Regions from separate parts of the Lactuca sativa genome. Here region 1 is linked to region 2. The links are chromatin contacts, called in public Hi-C maps. All regions are on one chromosome and are shown on one strand. Each heading gives the region's core, a stretch centred on a gene start, on an enhancer-like site or on the middle of the called end of the contact. The rest is flanking DNA. Distances are from core to core; before and after follow the strand shown. Region 1 holds the start of LOC111889048 (beta-galactosidase 17). Region 2 holds the start of LOC111889065 (putative hydrolase C777.06c).

What was found. A called contact is a pair of places that touch in the nucleus more often than the background predicts.
Region 1: a Hi-C map of seed shows a contact between it and region 2, with 5 times the contacts expected there. The contact joins the promoter of LOC111889048 here to the promoter of LOC111889065 in region 2. A contact is called at or near these places in 2 of 4 Hi-C or Micro-C datasets (leaf and seed).

Annotation. Positions count from the first base shown.
Region 1 is chr4:168,380,564-168,388,122 of Lsat_Salinas_v11, forward strand. LOC111889048 (beta-galactosidase 17) reads left to right here and starts at 2,343. Exons shown (of 19, transcript XM_023885179.3): 1 at 2,343-2,600; 2 at 2,694-2,801; 3 at 3,245-3,440; 4 at 3,578-3,666; 5 at 3,846-3,926; 6 at 4,014-4,108; 7 at 4,265-4,335; 8 at 4,402-4,492; 9 at 4,573-4,690; 10 at 5,356-5,448; 11 at 5,557-5,605; 12 at 5,697-5,884; 13 at 5,964-6,035; 14 at 6,178-6,327; 4 more. The coding sequence starts at 2,448. LOC128133300 (a long non-coding RNA gene) reads left to right here and starts at 7,107. Exons shown (of 2, transcript XR_008231730.1): 1 at 7,107-7,559.
Region 2 is chr4:167,862,122-167,869,623 of Lsat_Salinas_v11, forward strand. It overlaps LOC111889065 (putative hydrolase C777.06c), which reads left to right and starts at 5,375. Exons shown (of 12, transcript XM_023885200.3): 1 at 5,375-5,621; 2 at 5,987-6,105; 3 at 6,220-6,332; 4 at 6,763-6,804; 5 at 6,880-6,935; 6 at 7,020-7,096; 7 at 7,193-7,312; 8 at 7,413-7,489. The coding sequence starts at 5,435. LOC111889063 (thioredoxin-like protein YLS8) reads left to right here and starts at 3,891. Exons shown (of 2, transcript XM_023885199.3): 1 at 3,891-4,089; 2 at 4,325-4,760. The coding sequence starts at 3,970. The coding sequence ends at 4,633.

The DNA of each region.
Region 1 (7,559 bases), core at 1,093-3,592, 520 kb after region 2:
ACATTATATACATATCTAATTTTATCTAATTTTGAGTATGTAAACTTTAAATTGTGAATATTGTGTAAATAAACTTTAAAAAAAGCACTAACCTTTAGATCTGAAGGTGTAATTGTAAGTTTTAAGTTGAGAACATGGATGATGTGAATGTAGAATTTTATATATTAAACAATGAAATTATTATATTAAGATGAGAATTTTATGTATTAAACTGTAAATAGGTTGTATTAAGTTGTGAATTGATTGTATTAAACAGTGAATTGATAGTAGTAAACTGTGAATTAACTGCATTAAGCTGTGAATTAACTGTATTAAACTGTGAATTGATTATATTAAGCTGTGAATTTTTAATTAATTTTGTAATAAAATATGAATGATTTATGTAAGAATGTTTGTATTAATTTTCTTGTGAATATATTTATTTTTGGTGTTGTATAAATATGTAAGAATATATTAGCTTTTATAATTATTTTGCATCAACACCGAATTAGTAAATTAACTGGTTTATTAAACCATGAATATAATACTTAAGTTGTAAATCCATGATTTTGTGTGCATATCTAATTTGGAAGAAGTGATGGTTGCGATAGTGGCACAGGTAGTTGACGGCGATGTGTGGTAGTTGGTGGTTGTAGAGTTTGAGTTTCATATTTATGAATATATAAACTACTGTATAACAGAATGTATTAAGTTGTGAATTTTATGTATTAAACTGAGACTGGACTATAATAAGTTATGTATTTTATATAAATTTTGTGTTAAAATATGAATGAGTGTGTGCATGAAATGTTAAACTGTATATCAGTGAATTATTATGTTTATTAAACTGTAAATATGTTAAACTATGAATATCTCTTATAAACATACAACTTTTAAAGAAATCCACAATTAAAAAGAGAGAGAAATGAATTTCTCAACGTATAATCCTTTTTTTTATTAAATTTTGTATATTTGGCTGCAAAAATAAAATAATATGTGTTAAAAAAATATTACCAAAGAAATGAGAGCTACAATATTTGTTCTGTTAAGATGTGAATATGACCAGAAAAATGCCACTGGTTTTGGTGTTTCTTCGGCGAAGGTCTGGTGGTTGTCCGACGATGATCTAGCGGCGGTCTGATGACAAATGACAACTAGTTGTAAACTAGTGAATGGAAAATTTTGCTTAGTATAATCCAGTTGGGAGACTGTAGACCCATCATGTAATTGTGTGTGATACTTTGGGGGAAACTCACTGCTTTGTCTTACAGTTTGATTGTTGTGGCTTTAGGTATTTCAGAGATTAGAGGCAAGGCAAATGCTTGATCGTACATATCCTCTTCTGTTTGATTTTTGATTGATTTGAACACTCTTATTTTGAATGATTGTATTTGAAACTTATGGTTGTGATTTGGGTTTTTATATAAACACGGATTTTTATCTAAATGAAAAATAAATTTTTTTATCGAGATTTCTGGGATGCTACAATTACAAAGAGGATCTAATTACACAAAAAAACACCAACATTACATAAGAATTAGTTTCATGCATTCAGACATCAAACTCAAAATAAGATAACCATTACATTAAACCTACAACCAAAACAACACTTCCATACATTATTGAAACAAAAGACATTAACCCTACAATCACCTCAACCCTTCTTTAGGTAGCAAATTACAAAAATCGAACTGACAAAATGGATGAACTTATACATTCTTGCTTGCATGCTAGCTTCTTGAAGGGATTGTTGGAGTTTATTCATTGACTTCAGTAACCCAAGTATCACTTCCACTGATCTAGGGCACATGGGTTCATCGTACCACCCAATCCAACTATACCTGCTCCCATTCGAACACATGACCAAAACCACATTCCATGGTTACGATTCGACCAAGATGTGACGATGACAAGATCGCTGCTTCCACAAGGGCAAATCATTATTCTTCGACTTTGATTTCTTGAGCTTCACCTGGATCACATGAGTTTTCAGTTTCACATACCTAATTGAGAAAAGAGGTGATCAATTAAATAAATAATAAGTGTAACCCCTAGATGAAATGACGAAAATGGCCTCATGTGCGAGGCACATGGGGCATTATAACGGCACAAGTAAACGAACATCCATCGTAAGGGCTGTTTACGTGCAATGTTTGTTCCAAATGGACTATCAATGAAAAAAAAAAAGTTTCATAAGGACTATATTAGAGAAAAATAGAAAAGAATTAAGACTTGAAATTTTGTCTATTATGAAAAACAATAATTGTGTTACGAGTATTCAAAGACCAAGGGACCAAACTATCATTTAAGTGATAGGTTAGGGACATATGTATAAATATTCTACTTTCTTGGTTCTCTGTTGACTGACTTAGCTTAAGAGAGTCCACTGGTCGGAAAACTTGAAAGCCTAGTGAAGGTGAAAGACAATAAACGCCGATAGCGACGGCGACGACATCTAGTTAACGGCAATGGCGAAAGGGCGAAGCTTGAAGTCGACGAAGATTATCGTTCTTCTCCTATGTCTCGTTGCTTTCTCTACTGTTTTCGCTCCTCTACCTTCCCCTCTCTCGAATTCGCTCAAACCCCACAATCATCATCATCATCATCATCATCATCATCAAGTGAGTTATCCAAATCTAGTAAAACGTCTTCTAATTTTCATGTTTTGCTAGTGATCATTTTGATTTGCTAACTGCTGATTATAAAATCAGCAGGTTGTTAATGCTCGAAAGTTTGAAATTGCTGATGATATGTTCTGGAAAGATGGAGAGCCTTTTAGAATCATCGGCGGGGACTTGCATTATTTCCGTACTCTACCTGAGGTATAGTCTCGTATTTGTCCCATTGAAGTTCGCGTTGAATCACACTACTACTATCTGTTCAATAGATATTTCGATCATCTGGGTACTCCATAACCAATTGAACCCTGAATGCTAGTACAAATACTCATTTTATCCCAAAGTTACATGTCTATCACTACATTCTTCCATTGATATGTCCCAAAAGAAAACTAGATACATCACCGTTTTACAACTCAAATTTGCCATTACTTTTTTATAGCTGTTGTTTTAGCACCGTATAACTGTACCTGATATTAGAGGATACATTTGGAAGCACTAACTATCATCTGGATATACAGCTATATATAACACACACATGTAATCATCAATCATGGTCATTTTAGAACCTCCTCTTCTGCATTTGGATGAATGGACTTTTCTATAGATATTTACATGATCTGACTTCTGTCATTCTTTGGGTGCAGTATTGGGAAGATAGGCTAACAAGAGCAAAGGCTTTGGGCTTGAATGCAATTCAAACTTATGTTCCATGGAATCTGCATGAACCAAAAGAGGGTCAACTAGATTTCAATGCTATTGCAGATATAGTTTCTTTTCTTGAGCTGTGTCAGAAGTTAGATTTGCTGGTCATGCTAAGGGCTGGACCTTACATATGTGCAGGTCAAAACAGTAACTGAATCTGAATGTTTTAATTCCCTCTTTTAGTATCGATCAAGATTTCCTTTCAAACTGTGGGTATCAATTAATTTGCTATTTCTTGATAAACACTCTCCATTGAAGACCACTTTTTGTTGCAGAATGGGATCTTGGTGGTTTCCCTGCTTGGTTACTTACTAAAAAACCACCCATCAGACTGAGATCATCAGATCCAACATACCTCGCATTGGTAAATCTTCTTTTCTATTTTGATCCTTGTTTTCATTTTATGTAACATGAGTCACATTTGAGATATTACATGATAAATTATCTATAAAAAAACAAACTTTTCTCAGTTCCTACACTTACACAGTTACACTTACATCTCATATCTCTGTGTCATTTGTGAATTTATATGAGTTGTTGCAGGTTGATAAGTGGTGGGGGGTATTACTTCCTAAAATTGCTCCTCTTCTTTACCACAAAGGAGGACCTATAATTATGGTTCAGGTGGGTAATACTGAATTTCTATAAGCTCACAGATTGTTATAAGATATGTTGCATTGTGAGTTTATCATGTGTAGATTGTGATTGCAGATTGAGAATGAATTTGGTTCCTATGGAGTTGACAAAGACTATCTGCATCATCTGGTCAACTTAGCAAGATCACATCTTGGGGATGACCTAATATTGTAAGTTTGATGTAATATGGTAACAAATGCCCTTTTCTTTCTTAGCATCAAACTTTATTCATCACTTGACATTTATTATACACTTTGAGGGGTAGGAAGATATTTTGATTTTTGAGTTTAAAAAGTAATACCACCCTTTTTTCTTGATTTTTACAGATATACTACAGATGGAGGCACTAGAGATACTCTCATTAAAGGAACAATAAATGGAGATGCTGTCTTTTCAGGTATGATAACATTTATCATGTTTTATCAATTCTGTTGGCATCTAATATTGGAAAGATTAATTGTAGCTGTTGATTTTTCAACTGGAGAGGATCCTTGGCCTATATTTAATTTGCAAAAGGAGTTTAATACACCAGGAAAATCACCACCTCTTTCTGCGTAGGTATCTTACTTTAATACCTATGGAATAATATCCTTGAATTACTTCATTTTATGATGCTGATAAGATGATATTTCAGTGAATTTTACACGGGTTGGCTTACACATTGGGGAGAGAATATTGCTAAAACTGATGCAACTTCTACAGCATCTGCCCTTGAAAAAATTTTGTCCAGGAATGGCTCTGCTGTGCTTTATGTATGATTGTATGCTATAAGAAGTATTTACATAGTGTTTGGTATCCAGTAATTGAAGATGGAATGGAATGGGGCATTCCGATGGAATAAAAAAATCATGCTTGTTTACCACATAGGAATAGAATGGAGCATTCCTTAAATAATGTGATTCCTTTTTCTGGGCTGATTTTCATTCCATGGGGGAGGAGTGTTTTAATTTTTTTTTTCATTCCTTGATGGAATGGAATGATAGATTATAATTGCAGATAGCTTTTATTTATATAATCTTTAATGAAAATAAAAAAATAACTAAAAGTATTATATTTTATGATGTCATGGTATTTTTATTTAGTTAATTATTTTTATTGATGTAAACATTTTTCAAAGTGACGAAATAATTTTTTTTAGTATTTGAAATACATATAGTCTATTTCAAACAATCTGAAATATGTTTATATGTAATGTATTTAACATTATATCTTTACATGTTATTTATCAATTCAATTTCAATTAGTTTTTTTAATGTAAATAAAGATAACAACATAACATGTTTGAATGACTCATTCCATTTCTTCAAGCCAAACAAACATGATAATGGAATGTCTCATTCCATTACTTTGTTCATTCCATTCCTTTATCATTCCATTCCAATATACCAAACAAACCCTCTAACAATCAAACTTACAGATGGCTCATGGTGGAACCAACTTTGGATTTTATAATGGTGCAAATGGTGCTCAGGAATCCGAGTACCTTGCTGATCTTACATCCTATGATTATGTGAGACACCTCATCATTTACTTATAACATTTTTTTATAAAAACTATTGACAAATATACAAATTTACAAATTCACCCTCTTTCAAATGGAAACCGTCTTTTCTTCTAGGATGCTCCTATTAGTGAGTCTGGTGATGTGGATGGGGCAAAATTTAAAGGTAATATTGTGGTCATTCTTATTAGATCAATGACACTAATAATAATAATAATATTAATAATAGTAGAAATGATTTTTTTTTATTTTTTCAGCATTGCGGAGAGTTATAGCTAAGTATAGTGCAGCTTCTCTCCCTCCAGTTCCCAAGAATAATGAGAAGACAGGATATGGTCGAATTCAGTTAGAAAAATCATCATCTTTATTTGATATACTGGACACTAATGTGCACATTAAAGCTATTGAAGCTGAGAATCCAATTTCAATGGAGGCTGCAGGCCAGGTATTTATGAAATTGTGATCATCTTAAAGAATAATTTTCTGATTTTAAAAAAAATTCAACATCAATGTCTCATTTTCAGATGTTTGGATTCTTATTATATACCTCTGAATACATAGCAAATGGAAAGGGGAGTACTTTGTCCATACCAAAGGTAAAGATAAAGTGCACATCACGTAACATGAAATGCACATTCCTTAATGCCATTGAAGTTCTTGTTATTTACAAAAATGCCACTGTTTGTTTTTCAATCATTGATGTTTATACAGTGTTGTGTTTCTCATTCTTAATTTCAGGTGCATGATAGAGCCCAAGTGTATGTTACATGTCTTTCTAAAAACAAGAAAGAGAGACCACAATATGTTGCAACAATCAATCGATGGTCAAATAAGCCTGTTAATCTTCCCAATACTGGGTGTGCTTCCACTAGTAAATTGTTAATTCTGGTAAATCAGTTCACTTCACATACTACTAATTATTATTTTATTTTTTTTCAATAATATGTTAACGCCTTTTGTCTGTTGATGTTCTAGGTTGAAAACATGGGTCGTTTGAATTACGGACAACTCTTGTTTGATAGCAAGGTAAAAGATTAAAAAAAAAAAAAACCCAACATAGACCAATTTTGAGACATTTATACCCTTTGGTTTCTTAAACTAATGTATACCATTGTCTTTTCTAGGGCATACTATCCCCTGTTTACTTAGATGGGAAACCTCTGCTCAAGTGGAAAATGCTCCCAATTCCTCTTAGCAATCTAAACGAACCCAAAAAAATAAATCCCGTTTTTGACAAGCCATATTCCACTTTCATTAGAGCTTCTACTCGCAAAACCCTAAAAAGCAGCTTGCGTATGTTCAACTTGTAACCCACCCTAAGCCCAAAGTTACAGACTAGCCCAATAACAAGACTCTATGTTGTTGTTTTGCAGGAGTGGATTTAAATGAACCGGATTTTTATACTGGTGATTTTGTTGTTGACAAAGTAACAGACACATATATGTCATTTAATGGGTGGGGTAAAGGGGTAGCATTTGTCAATGACTTCAATATCGGAAGATTCTGGCCGGTAAAATTATATTAATTCTTTACTGGAATCTGTAATGTTGTAGCTGACCTAACAAATTTTTATCGTTTTTTTGGGTCTTTTTCAGTCTTTCGGGCCCCAGTGTAACCTCTATGTTCCTGCTCCAGTTCTTCGACGTGGGAAGAACGTCTTGGTATGAGTCTCTCTCTCTCTCTCTCTCTCTCTCTCTCTCTCTTTCTCTCTCTCTCTCTCTCTCTCTCTCTATATATATATATATATATATATATATATATATATATATATATATATATATATATATAATGTTGGTAATCTGTAGGGAAAATTATGTGGGTAAGGCTGGAGAATTATTCTTTAGTTTGATCCCACATAGGAAGGAACATTAAACTTTATTGGGTTTATATAACCACCTTTATATGAAATGCTATGATGGCTTGCCGACTTTGCCTTCCAGATTTTTTTACTTATTGTACTAGGAGTTGGTTACTGATTTTTGAGTATAAATACAACCTTTCCTGTTGTATTTTATACCATATGGAAGTTAGAAACCTCATGTGAATTCTCTCCCATTACGAGCTCTCCTCCCACAGTTTGAATTCCCTCGTTTCCTTTGTATTTTCTGCTGCAAAAGCCA
Region 2 (7,502 bases), core at 4,125-6,624:
TGTCTCCACGGCAAGTGGCTGTTGGTCGGGGACCTTGTGCTGATTAGAAATCCTTCAAGGTTAAAATGGTGAAATCGAGGTGGTCGGCTTGCGAGGTTAGACCGGTGGTTGCGAATTTCTAGTTCAGAGTATGGGCTATTATATGCAGTATGGGAAGGAAAGAAGTTGATTGGGCGACCAACCTCAGGGTCGGTCAGTGTATTCTTGCATGTGTTTTGAGCAATAAAGGAGGGAGTTTCGGATGGTTGTCATCATGTTTCGAGTCATTGTCGATTCATCAGTGTTTTGATTGAGAGTTGGGATACTACGATGTTGCGCGTTGTGTGAAATGAAGGATAGTTATGATATCCTGAGGGAATGCATGGAGGTATCCGTGTATGATGTCGTAAGTATGGGATTGGTGGTTAAAGCAGGACATTGCGATGTTTTGCGATGGTGTTCCGGGGTGTCCGAGTATGATGTCCTGAATTCCAAATTATATGAGAGTCGTGAATTTGAGGCGGCAAGTGGTGAATTGAGTATCTACGGTTCCAGTGGGAGCCCTTCGGGTATTGCCATCAAGAGGGATTATTTAAGAATATGGATCTCAGCAGGGGAAGGTATTTTGTTATGGCGGTCGCCATCAGAGTCTGTGATGCATATTTGGGTCAAGTGTGTGTAGCTATCTATAATAGTCTGCGGAGCATGAGTTAGTGGACATAGTGTGGTGTTGTAGTGAGAATGAGATTATGGGATGAAGAGAGAGGGATTTGTGATACTACGGGGAGTCGTAGTATTCACTAGTCATAGGGTGTTGTGATGCTACGGGGAGCCGTAGTACTCACAAGTCAGAGAGAGGGAGTTGTGATACTACGGGGAGCCGTAGTATTCACTAGTCAGAGGGTGTTGTGATGCTACGGGGAGCCGTAGTACTCATAAGTCAAAGGGAGGGAGTTCTGATACTACGAGGAGCCGTAGTATTCACTAATCATCGAGAGGTCATCATGATGCTGCAGGGAGCAATAGTACTCACTAGACGATAAGAGAGGGTGATGATGAAGTGATCTCCAATCAGAGTATGATGCAGAAGAGTTTTAGGCTTGAGTAGCCCTAGTGTTGAGTTTTTGGAGCCTAGTGGTTGTACCAGGGGAGAGACTGGGGTCTCCGTCTTGTCGGAAATCGCTATATTCCGAATTGAGTGGTGGTTTGCGTGCAGGTTGCGAGTCATGAGTTATGAGGTGAGTGTTTCATTGGGATGAGTAGTTCTAACTTTGGGGAAGACCAAACTCTCAAGTTGAGTTTGGCTCTGGTGATGCGTCAGGTAGGCGGGTTGAGATTCGGATTTAGAGATGGATTCCGTGTTAAGAGGGGGGTTATTGTTGTCACCAATATCTTAGACCTGAGCAGGGTCAGTTCGAGAGCACAGGAAATACCATGGGGTACATGAGACGAATCCAGTTGAGAGTAAAGTATCCGTTTGGGGTAAAGAGGAATTTGTGACTTGTGTGTCACTGGGCCGAGATAGTTGATGCTAGAAGGAACTTAGTGAGACATTTTGGATCATGTTATGGGTAACCATGGAGGTTCAACTATTGGGTTGAGGTCAGACCTCGTGTGATGTTAAAAGAGATATGGAATTTGGAGCTGAGGTTTATGAATGCGATGTTTGAGGACACTTCTGAGCGAGCATGGTTATGCTTTTGTGTCTAAGGGCAGAGTGTTGGGGATTCTTTGTTCGGATGGTTTCTGATAGCAGTCTAGTAGATGTGCCACGGTGGAGTGTGAACCCTTTTAGTCGTGGGGCGTAATTCGTATGATTTAGCATGATCGGTTTGGAGGAGCGATAGCCGGTTGTTGGATGTGGTCTTATGAGAATCAGAGAGCCAGTGAGTAAACATGGTTGATATTCGAGGAGCGAATATCATGGTGATCGCTCGAGTAGGCGGTTGGGCGGCGGGCCAAGCCACTAGAGTTTTTGGGTATTGGGAAAGAGTATCTTAGCGATGAAAAAGTTGGTTTAAATTTTGGGTTTTGGAAGTTTTATGTGGTTTCGTGTGTCCATAGAGAAAGATATCGGTGTAGTATGAAGATCATTTCAGTAGTGCCTTTCGGGTTGATAATTTCAATCTATAAGTGGTTAAAGAGTGATTTCAAGGGCGAAATCTAATTCAAGTGGAGGAGAATTGTAACATCCGGATATCCAGGCATGGAAATTTGAGTATTTTATTATGGGATATGAAGAGACTCGGTGAGTTGATGCCTCAACTCGTCGAGTAGGATCGCGACTTGGTGACCTGTTTAATGAAGGGACTCGACGAGTCGGGTATCCGGACTCGCTGAGTCAGCATTAGAAGAGAAAACACCGCGGATCAACACTGTTAAAATGGAGTATCCTTGGTGTAATTTAAATAGTGATGCGAAAGGACTGTAGGGATTATAATTCTCGACTTGTAACCTAATACAAATATAAACAGGTTTGGGTTGAGATTTTAGACCCGTCAACCTGCTTATTTCATAGGTTGGTTGTGTTATGTGTTTGAGTTCATGTGTCAACCCGTCAATATATATTATATTTAAAAAAAAGATTAATATTTATTTATGAATTATGACTTACGAATGCGGTTTGCCGTACTAAATCAAACCCAATCCTTGACTCATTGTTACTCAAAAGGCCGCATACTACTCCTCGCCCTTACCTTACTACCTTACCTCCTCCCACCCACCAGTACCGCCTTCCTTCGTCATCACAAACCACCTACCCACTAACACAAAGCCGCAAGCTACTGGTACACATAGTGCTCCACCGGCCCACCACCGCTCATCACTTTATCCCTAAACCACCACTGTTGGTGAAACCTAACCGCAAACTTGTATAATTAAACAAGTTATGTGGGTTGGGTTGGGTTGATGTATTTTGACCAACCAACCCGCCAACCTGAATCCGACCAAATTGTCACCCATATAAAGGAGAGCTTCAAGTGTTTGAGTTCTGTGATCCATAAGGGAAAGTATAGAGGTAGATGTCATCCATCACATTAAGGTTGGTTGGTGAAACTAAATTTGACTTACTTTCCTTTTGTTTGCCTCCTTACAAGTTATCGTTTGACACATGTCGGATGTCATCTATATAACATAGTCGCTCTGACCCTTATAGATGCATGGTTTTTAAACTCTATCCAATATCTCTCCCTATCCCATTTTAATGAGATTCTTTGTTGTTATTCTCTAGTAAATATAATATTTAATACTAAAGAGCTTGTAGCCCAATGATATTAAAGGCGTGTTTGGCAAAAATAGTTGTTAGCTGAAAGCGGGTAGCTGGTAGCGTGTAGCGGGTAGCTGTAACTTTTAATTGTTTAATGAGTGTTTGGTAAAAGTAGCTGGTAGCTTTTGAAATATATAAAATTACATAAAAGGACAATTGATTAAAAATAAATAAATATATAAATATATTTTTAAAGGTAATTATGAAAATTGATTTCAAAAACTCAGTAGCGTTTTGTTAAACGCTACATGAATTAACTTTTAGATTTGTAGCGTTTTGTTTAAACTAAAAGTTAAACGTTCGTACTGCCAAACGAAACTTTTTGTTTAAACTATAGCGTTTTGTCAAAAGTTAAAAGCTAGAAGCTCTCAAATGTTTTTAAAAGCTCCGGGCCAAACACACCCTAAGTGTTGCCTTTATTCTTGAGGTTGATGGTTCAAATCTTGTTTGAGACATACGTGGAATTCAAAATTAGTTGAAGATTAAATTAAATTTGCCGTTAAAAATAATAATAAAAAAATAAAACATTTAATAACTTTTCATTTAGCAAAACCAACGAAAAGTTTAAAAGTTAGTGATATCAACTATAAATATATATAGTTGAAGGACTATTTTATAACTTATCTCAACGGAATAATAAAGACCGCGTGTGAGCTTCTATATACATCGGCCTTCTTTGATACTCGCCGTCGCTTCTCGAGAGAAAAAGAAAGAGGGAGACAGAGATGTCGTACTTGCTACCGCACTTGCATTCCGGCTGGGCCGTCGATCAGGCGATCCTCGCCGAGGAAGAACGTCTCGTGGTTATTCGGTTCGGCCATGATTGGGACGAAACTTGTATGCAGGTAAAACCCTAGTTTCACCTATCTCTATCGCTAATTCAAATACTGTTTTCTCTGTTTATTACATCTTCCTATCATTCCATCGGATTACGATTCAATTCAATCGAAATTTTAACTGGTTACATATAAATTTCAATATCCCAAGTTCCAAATTTTGAAATTGGGGATATTTGTCACTTAGGTTAATATTTACTCAATCTGTATATAATACTGAATCATCTTGTTGTGGGATCTGTAGATGGATGAAGTGCTTGCTTCAGTTGCAGAGACAATAAAGAACTTTGCTGTGATCTACTTGGTGGACATCACTGAGGTACCTGACTTCAATACAATGTATGAGCTATACGATCCATCTACTGTGATGTTCTTCTTCAGGAACAAGCATATTATGATTGATCTTGGAACTGGTAACAACAATAAGATCAATTGGGCCATGAAAGACAAGCAAGAGTTCATAGACATTGTTGAAACTGTGTATCGTGGGGCTAGGAAGGGACGCGGTTTGGTGATTGCTCCTAAAGATTACTCCACCAAGTATCGTTACTAGAGTGGTGATGATTTTAACCATGTTTGTATGGATAACATTAAAGTTTAAACTGGTTGATTTCATGTGGTTGTGAACTTATTTGAAATTATGTTTGAAGTCTAATAAATTTGTATATCTAGTTGCTTAATTTATGTTGTTGGGATGATTATGATTTGTGTGGGTGATGGGTTATTTTCTTTTTTACAAAACGTTATTGGTTCTAAAAAAAATTACTATCAAAAGGTAACTTTGTGTTTATAAAATACTTTTATTTTAATGGTATTTTGTGTAAAATAGTATATTGTGAATGACAATAAATAGTTCAGTACTCAGTATTGATACTTGTAGAAAAACAAATTGTTTGCTTATTCATCTATAATCACGTCCCATTTAGAGGCGGATAAAAACCCAATCAAACGCTCTGTGAATCTGCTTGATTCAAAGCCAACTTTTTAATGGAACCATTAAGAGGTGAAACAAATACCCTTTAAATTGATGAAATGGAAAATTATTAGATAAAATTATTTTAGTAACAGTTTTTAAAATAATGTTTACTACACCAACATCCAATGCAATTTCTAAGGAAATCTTTCTTTATAGGATTTTAACGTGTTCAAAATTCAAATCATCCATCTCTGTTTCAAGTTTCAACACTAGTAGTATCCATAATAAGGCTTGGATTTGGAGCTTTTACATAAGCTCAGGGGTGAAACTGAAAATTTGCATAAACAGAAAATATCTTTGACCTTTTAGTAATAACCGAAGGTTTTTCTTGGGCAAAGGGTTCTACGATCTACAGAACAAGAGCGTTTTCGGGTCCCAATGATCTTAATGCAAGGAGCAGTTCGTCCTTCTCCTTCTTCTCTGACCCGTTTCGCTCGTTTGACCCGACATCTATCTTCCTCAAACACTAAACGTTCCTCAATTCCAGTTTACAGCTATGGGAGCTCTCGCTCTCGTCTTCAATCTAATCGCATTTATTCAGATGCTTCCCTGCAGTCGAATTCAAGTAAGATATTGATAAGCTTTCGTTTCCGTTGATTTCCATTTACTTGTAGTGATCCCCGAATTGGTTACATGTGTTTGATTTCTCGCTTTTCACCATTGGTTAGATTAAAAACTTGAAATGATTTCTACCAATATAATGTTTACGTGTATATATGTGTGAAATGTTATTATATCTATATATAGCGGATGACGATGGAATTGAGATGCCATAAATTCGAAAAGAATCATGGATGGGATGCTTTAGAACTTCAATTTTAATATCATTTGAACTTGTTTTCCAGTTTCATCTTGTAATTCATCTCTCTAAAACCTACGCTAGGGTTTTGTTTTGAGTAGTAGGACCTAAAACTATTCAAATTATTGCAGGTGTACAGAAAGGAGAGAAGATAACTCTTGAGCAACCAGAAATCATATTCATGGGGACAGGAACCAGTGAAGGAGTCCCACGAGTGAGCTGCCTTACTCACCCCTTAAAGAAATGCCCGGTAACCATCAAACTGAGTCAACTCATTTTGTAACAACAAGCAAATATTTGAAGCTTGTAGATGTGTTTTTGTAGCTTTTCTTTCCAATGTGCATATCTCAATGGCTTTTTTCAGGTTTGCTCAAAAGCTGTAGTACGTGGAAATAAGAATAAGAGACTCAATACAAGCCTCCTTATTCGTTATCCTAAACCCTCTGGCATATCTAACATTCTTATAGATGCTGGCAAGTATGTAAAACATGCTTTCATCACTGATTTCATCTATATGCTCTTTTCAGATAATTTGAAAAAAGAAAAAAAAATTTCAATCAAGTTATAGGTAAAATATCGAATCTTTGGTCCTAAAATGAAATGTAGTTGCATATTTTGTATAAAAGATCAGTTTGTTGTATAGATTGGAAAATTGGCAAAACTTTGTTGCATAAACACACATTTAACTTGATTGTTTTTGGTCTGATTCATAATGAATCAAAATCAGATATCAGTTAACTAGGTTCTAAAAGTTAGGGATCGATAGTAATTTTATATAATTATTTGAATAATCAGTTTTATTTCATGTTTCTTCAAATGTGATTATTTAGACCCTAAATAATCAAAATCATTGGAAGTATCAATCACTGGGAGAATCAAATAATAATTTTTATTTTTCATCTCACAGATTTTTCTACCAAAGTGCTCTTCGATGGTTCCCTACTTATGGGTAAGATTTATTTTTCTCATTTTCTCTTATATATTTCTACCACAAAAATAACAAACCCTGTGTTTATTTTGTCAGAATAAGATCACTAGATGCTGTTATTATTACTCATTCTCATGCTGATGCAATTGGAGGTCTCTAGTCTTTAATTTCCCATTTCATTTCAATCATAATAGTAACAATTACTCAATTATTCATTTATTATTTTTTTTCTTTAGGTTTAGACGATCTTCGTGACTGGACAAACAATGTCCAGCCATATATTCCAATTTATGTAGCCAAGCGTGATTTTGAGGTTCAAAAATGTTTAAATTTCAGCGAACCAATTTTTTTTTAATTTTATGTTATGATATCGCTAACTGAATTTGTAGATTTTTTAAATTGATTTCAGGTGATGAAAAAAACACATTACTATTTATTAGACAAAAGCGTGATCATACCAGGAGCTGCTGTCTCTGAGTTGCAATTTGATATTATAGATGAAAACCCTTTCACTGTACATGACATTAAGGTTAGAATTTGTGTTTTTGATATATTTTTTTAAAGGGTTAAATTCGTATTTATTCAAAAATATTTTATCTCGTTTCACAATTTGTGTATTGTGCTATCAGTTCACTCCTCTTCCAGTGTGGCATGGTAGTAATTATCGTTCTTTAGGTTTCCGCTTTGGCAACATTTGTTACATTAGGTAATAATCTTAA